Regions from separate parts of the Mus musculus genome. Here region 2 is linked to region 1. A link is a contact called in public HiChIP or PLAC-seq data. All regions are on one chromosome and are shown on one strand. Each heading gives the region's core, a stretch centred on a gene start, on an enhancer-like site or on the middle of the called end of the contact. The rest is flanking DNA. Distances are from core to core; before and after follow the strand shown.

Region 1 (3,971 bases), core at 439-2,938:
TTTTCCCTGGGCATGACCTGGTCTTCAACCCTCACATTCTTATTCATTGATTTCTCCAAATGAAAAAAAAAATCTATTACCTATATAATAGATTTCAGATTGTGAAATGTTTAACTGAGTTACCTAAAATGCCCACTTTCACAGCCGAGTGTAGCAGACATGGCCTTGATCTACTCTGGGGCAATGACAAAGAGATCTTCTAGGGCTCTGCATTCACAGACAAGATTCGCCATCTGCCCTTCCTTCCATGCTTGCCTGTGATGCTCCAGTGGTGATCGATGTTGACCTCTTACTAGAGCTACCCACTCAACCTTCATATGTAGTAGTGACAAGGGAAGTCTGCGTTCTGGGCCTGAGGGTGTAGCTCAGTGGCAGAGTCTGAGAAAAGGCAAATGCTACATCCAAGGACCAAAAAGAGAAAAGCGCAGGCTCAACATCACCAGAAGAGCTCCTGCAAACATCGCAGTGTCTGTCTCCTGGCCTGGAAAGAAGCCACCTTCCTAATTATTCAACATTTGCCAACTTGGTGGTAAGGTCTCTGATGATTACCTACTGCCTCCTCAGGAGATAGGCTGATGTTATCTGTGTATAGATACTCCAGGAAAGCTCGGAACACAGGATACGAAAACTCGCTCATTTCTACAATATCGTCTTCACTGTCTTCTAATGAAGAACGAAAATGTTCACACCTGAAAGAAGAAAGGAAGATCATAGCCCAGGTTCTAGACTGGAGTCAAGGGACTACCTGAGGACTTTCTCTTGAAGCTGTATACCTTTCCTGTTTGCTAGTCTGTCAAAACTTGGTCCCAGGGTAGCAATAATAGGAGGTGGTAGAACCTTTAAGAGGTAGGGTTAGAGAAGGGAACTTAGTGTGGGGTCTATCACTGGGGCAATGCACTGAAGGGGACTTATGGAGACCAAGCTCCTCTTTGACCCCTGATTTGTGACAGTAGTAGGGTGGTTCCAGTAGGCAGTTCCCACCAAGATATGGTGCTTTTCAGGAGGCCCCAAACAAAACCTCCAAATCAACCCCAAGCCAGGGTAAGCTTTCAAGCTGGAGTTACAGTTCAGCCGCACCAAGTAAGCAAATAACCTTTATGTCAGTTACTTATCTCAGGCATTTTCGTACAGGCACAGAACACTGCCAAAAACCTTGTCATTGCCTTGGCTCCTTGCTTTTCAATTGCCTAATCGGCAAGACTGCAAATGCAGCCTGCTGCTGCTGCTGCTGCTGCTGCTGCAGGTGGCCCAGGCATCTGACTCTACATTGCAGCCTACTGCTGCTGCTGTGGGCGGCCCAGCAGCTGACTTTACAATGCAGCCTGCTGGACTGGGGGAGACGGGGGATCTCTGGCCTCCTTCTCACACTGTCTTTACTGATAAGTATTGTTTTTATAACTGATTAATTATGTCTCTTTACTCCATTCTGTCTGAATTATGTCCCTAAAAGTTCCTAGTAACCGACAATGTGAACTTATGTGAAGACAGGCTCTTTACAAAAATCATCATAAGCCAAGTCACTGTGGTAGACCCCAAGGCAATCAGACAAAGGAGAAGCCTGGGACACAGGCAGACTCGGAGAATGCTACGTGTCATGCCTCAGAAAGAGGAAGATTGCCACAGACCACCACAAGCTCAAGTGTAGGCCTGGTTCTTCTCCCTGCCTCAGAGAAAACACCATACTGCTCATATGATAAAGTGCGTTGTCATGGTGTAGGCTGAGCGTGTTCAGTGTTTGCTCTGTCACAGTAAACTAAACCCCCATTTCCTTCGTGAAAGTAGAGGCTCCGTGGTGAGAGTGAACCAGGTGGCACTATGTGACCTTTCAGAATGGGAACTTGAGACCAAAATACCATATTGGGTTTCTGAGTCACGGAAAGAGGGTTTCAATATCTTTGACACAGTGGCAACACAGTCCCAGATCATCATGTTAGGAAGGAAAGAGGCAGGCAGGAAAGAAGAGATGCTATATAATTTCATACATATGAGCTTCTAGAACATGCGTAGTGTGTATGAAAGGAAAAAATCATTGGCTGCTCAGTATGGGACTTAGGATCTTTGGGGAAGGACAGATTTTTCTATCTGAAGGTAGGGTGGTGGCTTCATAGACTGTGACATGGAACAAAGATAAGGTGAATATCATGCACTGCTCACATAAATAAATGTAATTTATTTACATTTATAAATGTAAATGTAAGAAGTGTGATTTAAAACATTTTTGTGTTGGCATCACCCAGGTCCTTCTTGGTCTGGAAAAACCACTTTTTTTTTTCTCCAGCATGGCTGTATCCGAATCCAGCTGTGTTCAGGACTGTCTGTAGGGCTGTCTGCAGGGCTGTGTTCAGGGCTGTCTGCAGACCTGTGTTCAGGGCTATCTGCAGGGCTGTCTGCAGGCCTGTGTTCAGGGCTGTCTGCAGGGCTATCTACAGGGCTGTGTTCAGGGCTGTCTGCAGGGCTATCTGCAGGGCTGTGTTCAGAGCTATCTGCAGTGCTGTGTTCAGGACTGTCTGCAAGGCTGTGTTCAGGGCTGTGTTCAAGACTGTCTGCAGGGCTGTGTTCAGGGCTGTCTGCAGGGCTGTGTTCAGGGCTGCCTGCAGGGCTGTGTTCAGGGCTGTCTGCAGGGCTGTGTTCAGGGCTGTCTGCAGTGCTGTGTTCAGGGCTGTCTGCAGGGCTGTCTGCAGGGCTGTGTTCAGGCCCCAGGCAGTAAAGTTAAATCAGAGCATCTGGCTCTGTTCCAAGGGCAAAACTTATTTATTCAGCACTAAGCTACAGCCAGAACTTCCATGGCTTATTCCCTGAACAAACCCAGTACTTGTGGCCCACCTTGCCTTCCACATCTTGTCTCATTCCCCCACTCCTACCCCATTGACACTGTGTGCTTTAAGGGCACAAACAGCCTCATCAGAGCTGCCTCTTAATTACTCAAGTGTCTGGCACAGTTCCCTTACTCAAGAGTCAGGATATCTGAAGTGATTGATAAATGAATTAATTTCACTCCTCAAAAGAGACCAGCTCTTACGAATTATTTTAAACATCTATTTAGTGTGACATACACCCACAACAGCAGGCATGTAGAGGACATGAATGGGAGCCAGCTCTATCTGCCTACCCACCATCTGGGTCCCAGGGATCATTAGACACTCTTGCCCACAGAGGCCCACTCTTACCTAATTTTGAGAAGGACTTTGTGAGCATAAATGTATTTTCCATCAACCAGAAACTTGAGGTCTGCAGTGTCAGGGTTGTCAAACTCCCTCTTCAGAGACTCGGCCACAGTGAGGTGGTCGTCAGGTTCTAAGGGAAAGCAACACAGTGCTTCTGGGTTCAGTCATAGTTGAACATGACGGCAAGGAGGAGGCCCCTACTCGCTGGGCATTCCAGAAATGCTGAATCCCCCAAACAACTGACAGCTATACAAGGCTTTTGCCTCTGGGTATGGATTCACGCCTTTGAACATTCATTGTAAACTTGCCAAAGCCAAAAATGTTCCCAACTGTTTCACTAACTGAATCAGATTTAAGATGTCCGAATGTCTAGACTGTTTCTAGATATATTTTTTATCTGAAAGACAGCTTTCAGATTGAAAGCAATCAAATCAAATTACCTCTAATTAGTATTGTGTTAGTTTCCAATAGTTTTAGTTCCCCTCCCCAAGGGCTCCCAGAAAGAGGTTCATTAGATCCTGTACCCAAGTCCTAAGGTCGCACAGCAAAAGTACCTTCCTCTTCCTCGTTCTCAGAACTGTCCCAAGAGGGAAAGGACAAGCTTACCCACGGAGAGAAGGCGCCAGGTGACAGCCGGGGTGGCGAAGCAGGCAAACACGTCATCGGTGCAGCAGAAGTGAGTGTGGTGTGGAAGGATCACCGACTGGCCCCGGCACTGGCCCCACATGTACACGTGCCCACCTTGTGTCTTGGCAGCAGATGTGTGGGCAGAGTGACAGGCTGCAATCTCTATGATTCTAAATTCAC
Region 2 (3,886 bases), core at 1,335-3,834, 110 kb before region 1:
TCCTGCTTCCTTTTAAATCTGGCAGCTCATTTTCTTTGTTGTTGTTACATGTATATGCATAAACATGTAATTATAACCTGCTGAGTCTGTCTAGTGTTTCTCGTGTGTATATGATTTAAATGCTAACCATTTGGTATGGGATAACCAATTAATAGGCTTCTCCCCAGGAGATAGATTATTCTTCCTGCTCTCTTTCCTTAATTGCCTGTTATTTGTCTAGGGGTGGGGCCCTGTGAGTTTCCCCCATTTATATTTCTGCTATAATAATTTTAATTGGATACTTCCAAGTAGTTTTACTTTCTTATATGATTCTGCTTTAATATCAGCTTCTGTCTTCAGGGATTTGTTTGCTTGTTTGTTTATTATACTTTCCTCTGATATAGTGCACTTGATATCCTGGGAGTTGAGAGAGAGGTAAAAAAGGGTACTAGAAAATGAAATAGTCTCATATGTGATTTTTAGGCTTTACAAAATATTCTGTTTAGGTGGTTTACCCTCTAATTTTTCTCCAAACAGAGCAGTGATCAATAGATAAATCATTAGGCTGACATTTTTCTCTTTATATTCATATTAATCTCAAGACTACTAAGTCTTAAGAATTTTCTGTATTTGTATTTTGAAGAGTAATTTTAAGTAGTTTGGAAGGGCAGAGAGAAGAATGTTATAGAGAATTGATTAAATTACATAAAAACAGAAAAGAATATTATAACTACTACATATTGAAGTTCAAAAACTTTAGCAGTTATATAGACAATTTTGAAGTGCTCTGGATCTTTCTGTATGCTATTCCCTAAGGGCCAGGATAAGCAACGGTGTTTACAGTCCAGTCTGTGGGATACAGCACCACAGTTCCCAAAGAATTTTCTTCTAATACAACTAGAACATGAGAGTTCACGATGACCGTCCACATTCCAGTTGAATCTTTGAGATGTACTTGATGTAGAGAACTCACAGTCTGAGAAACAACCAATTGGCTCCTAGAGTTAGTTATCTCTCCTGTAATCTATAGCCAGCAAGCTTGTCATGGAAGGGGAGCGGTCAGGGTTCTAGAGCAGGCTCTGCCCCTCTGGTCTGGCTTGAGATTCTCTCTCTATTTTCTGTAGTTTGCCTTTGTTATCATCTCTGTGGGAAGCTGGGTTTTACAGTCCTCGTGAAGTGTCACCTGAATTGGGGCTACTCAATAGACAACCATTAGAGTGTGTTCCCAATGAGCTGTTCATAGTAAATATGCATAGATGCCTTACTGTATTATCAAGTACAAGGTGCCCTTACAACAGAGAGGGTAGAGGCTCATCATCCATCCTTCTTGTTCTCTATCAAAAACAGTAGCTATTATCTATGAGAGAGAAGGAAGGGGGTTACAGTAGAGCTTAGAGGAGAAGCAGTCACTCAGGTCTGCATTCTAACCTGATCCTGAGTATATACTATGTAATCTTGGATAAATGAGTTACCTAACTTGGGTACATAGTTTTCTAATGTCTAAATCAAGTTAATGAGAGTACCTATTAGTCAGGGCTCTCTATAGTAACAGAACTCATAGAATGGACCTGTATCTATATCTCTAGATCTATATCCAAAGGGAATTTATTAGAATGGCTTACAGGCTGCAGTCCAGCTAATCTAAGAATGGTTAACTATGAATGGAAAGTCCAAGAATCTAGTAGTTATGCACTCAGTCCACAAAACTGCATGTCTCAGCTGGTCTTCAGCATATGCTGGGATCCTGAAGTAGGCTCTAGTGGCAATGAAGGAATGGACTTGCTAGCAAGGGGAGGACAAGCAGGCAAAGAACAAAAGCTTTCCTCTCCCTTATATAGACTCCCAGCAGAAGGTGTGACCCAGACTAGATTTGGGTTAAAGGTGTGTTTTCTCCTCCTAAAGATAACGGACTTTTGAATTTTAGTTAATTCCAGATGAGGTCAAGGTGATGATCAAGTATAGCCATCACACACCTGTTAATGTTTTAATTGAGATAATATATAAATAGTGCTTTCATGATAGCTTTTAATTTGTGTGTGTGTGTGTGTGTGTGTATGTGGGCAAATGTGGGCTATAGCACAGTTGTGAAGAGTAGAGGGCAACTTGAAAGAGTTGGCTCTCTCCTTCTACCACGTGGGTCTCAGTTTCAAACTTATATTGCCAGGCCCAGCAGCAAGCATCTGTACCCACTCAGCTATCTCACAGGCCCAAATATTTATTAGGTTTTTAAAGAAGAAAATAAGACATTGTCTATTTGGAAAACACTGCATAATACTGTATTTTCATATTGTATTCCCTCTTAGACAGTCACAAAACACCAAGGCAATGCACGATATTTAGAAGTTTGATTGAGTTAAGCATTTTCTAAATGACTAATATTTACATTTGCCTTAGTTACTCTCTGTTGCTGCGATAAAATACTCCTACAGGAACAATTTAAGGGAGAAAGGGTTTACTTTGACCTACAGTTCCAGAGGGATACAGTTTGTCACAGTGAGGAAGATGTGGCAGCAGACCTGGAAAGCATGGTGGCAGAACAGGAGGCTCCTGACCACATGGCATCCCTCAAAAGAAAGCAGAGTGCATGAACAGGAAGTGGGTTTTGGCTATTAAAGCCGTAACTCCCACCCCCACCCCACCGGTGACTCTCTTTCTCAAGTGTGATCCTTGTGGGGATATTTCACATTCAAACCACAAACCATAATGCCATTTAACATCAGTTAAGATCTCATACAAGAAGTGTTTATGGAATATACTTTAAGAAAATGTATGATGTCAGCTGTTTTGTTGTAATCAAATTAACAAGCTACATCAAGAATTAACTGTTAGGGGCTGGAGAGATGGCTCAGCGGTTAAAAGCACTGACTGCTCTTCCAGAGTTCCTGAGTTCAATTCCCAGCAACCACATGGTGGCTCAAAACCATCTGTAATGGGATCCTATGCCCTCTTCTGGTGTTTCTGAAGACAGCGACAGTGTACTCACATACATGAGATAAATAAATAATTCTTAAAAAAAAAAAAGAATTAACTGTTAGTACCCTGCTATCTCCATGAGCTCTGAGTTTGATCAAGAGATCCTGCCCTCAAAGAATAAGATGAAAGAACAATTTAATATCCCTGACATCAGTCTCAGGCCTCCACATACATGTGTACATGTGCACATGCCACAACATGTCCACGTGAAAATGCAGTAATGGCTGTGATGCTGGATTGAAGAGTACCGCGTTTAAGTAGAAATGATGCAGTACGTCATGGATCTTAGCTAGGTGAGAAGGCGGTACTGTTGATTTCTACTAAGGAAAAAGAGAAGGAGGAAGTTCTGAATAGGGATTAGAAATAGAAATGTATCCAGAAAAATGAGTGGGGACAGGAACTGGGCGTGTCAGGCATGTGCTGAGCATGTGCACACCAAAACAGTGACTGGATGTGCTTTGAGCGCTGATGTATGGAAGGTAGGATGGGGGCTGGGCAGGAGCAAGCTAGCTGTGCCCTGCACAGTGGAAATGCTGAGTGCTTTTACACTGGGGAATGGCATAGTCTGATTTGGCCTTACAAGGCTGCCCTGCACTTTGTAACTTAAGATTTTTATTGACTAGTCTTTTGGAATAATTTAGCTTTAATTAAGTTGGTGGCTTTGAATCAAATCAAGGTTTCCGTTTCCCATTCTACTTGTACAGTTTTCTGGAGTATGAAGATTGCAATGCCAAAGCTTGTTTATTATAGGGTAAACTATAGAGATATATGTGGCTTATTGGTTAGTTACCCACTGAGCTAACAGTCTGGTCTGGTCATTGGTTTTGATTTAACAGTGAGTGACAGAAGCCGGTTCTTTTATCTTAGAACATGGTGATATGAGATGGCATTTTGTAGTAAGCAGATATACTTTAACTTTCTTTTAGAAGGCTAA

Evidence for each region. HiChIP or PLAC-seq counts read pairs in DNA pulled down with a chosen protein or histone mark.
Region 2: a BATF HiChIP or PLAC-seq map of CD8 T cells shows a contact between it and region 1, with 5 read pairs. The contact joins two enhancer-like sites. A contact is called at or near these places in 7 of 484 Hi-C or Micro-C datasets (the AML12 cell line, CD4 T cells, bone marrow-derived macrophages and 4 more), 2 of 115 datasets of contacts at active chromatin or transcription factors (CD8 T cells and effector CD8 T cells) and 3 of 9 other capture datasets (adipose tissue, liver and pancreatic islet).

Annotation. Positions count from the first base shown.
Region 1 is chr14:73,173,713-73,177,683 of GRCm38.p6, reverse strand. Rcbtb2 (regulator of chromosome condensation (RCC1) and BTB (POZ) domain containing protein 2) reads right to left here. Exons shown (of 15, transcript NM_001170694.1): 11 at 3,771-3,961; 12 at 3,168-3,294; 13 at 550-689. Among named protein-coding and RNA genes, the nearest start is that of Gm52109, 9.2 kb to the right of the region's middle. Within about 2 kb of position 1,688, at least 123 of the 459 cell types and tissues checked have an H3K27ac peak or open chromatin away from gene starts, as enhancers often do. A contact at or near this core is called in CD8 T cells, where this site is marked.
Region 2 is chr14:73,288,824-73,292,709 of GRCm38.p6, reverse strand. The region is part of intron 4 of Rb1 (RB transcriptional corepressor 1); the gene reads left to right. Among named protein-coding and RNA genes, the nearest start is that of Rb1, 35 kb to the left of the region's middle. Within about 2 kb of position 2,584, at least 25 of the 459 cell types and tissues checked have an H3K27ac peak or open chromatin away from gene starts, as enhancers often do. A contact at or near this core is called in CD8 T cells, where this site is marked.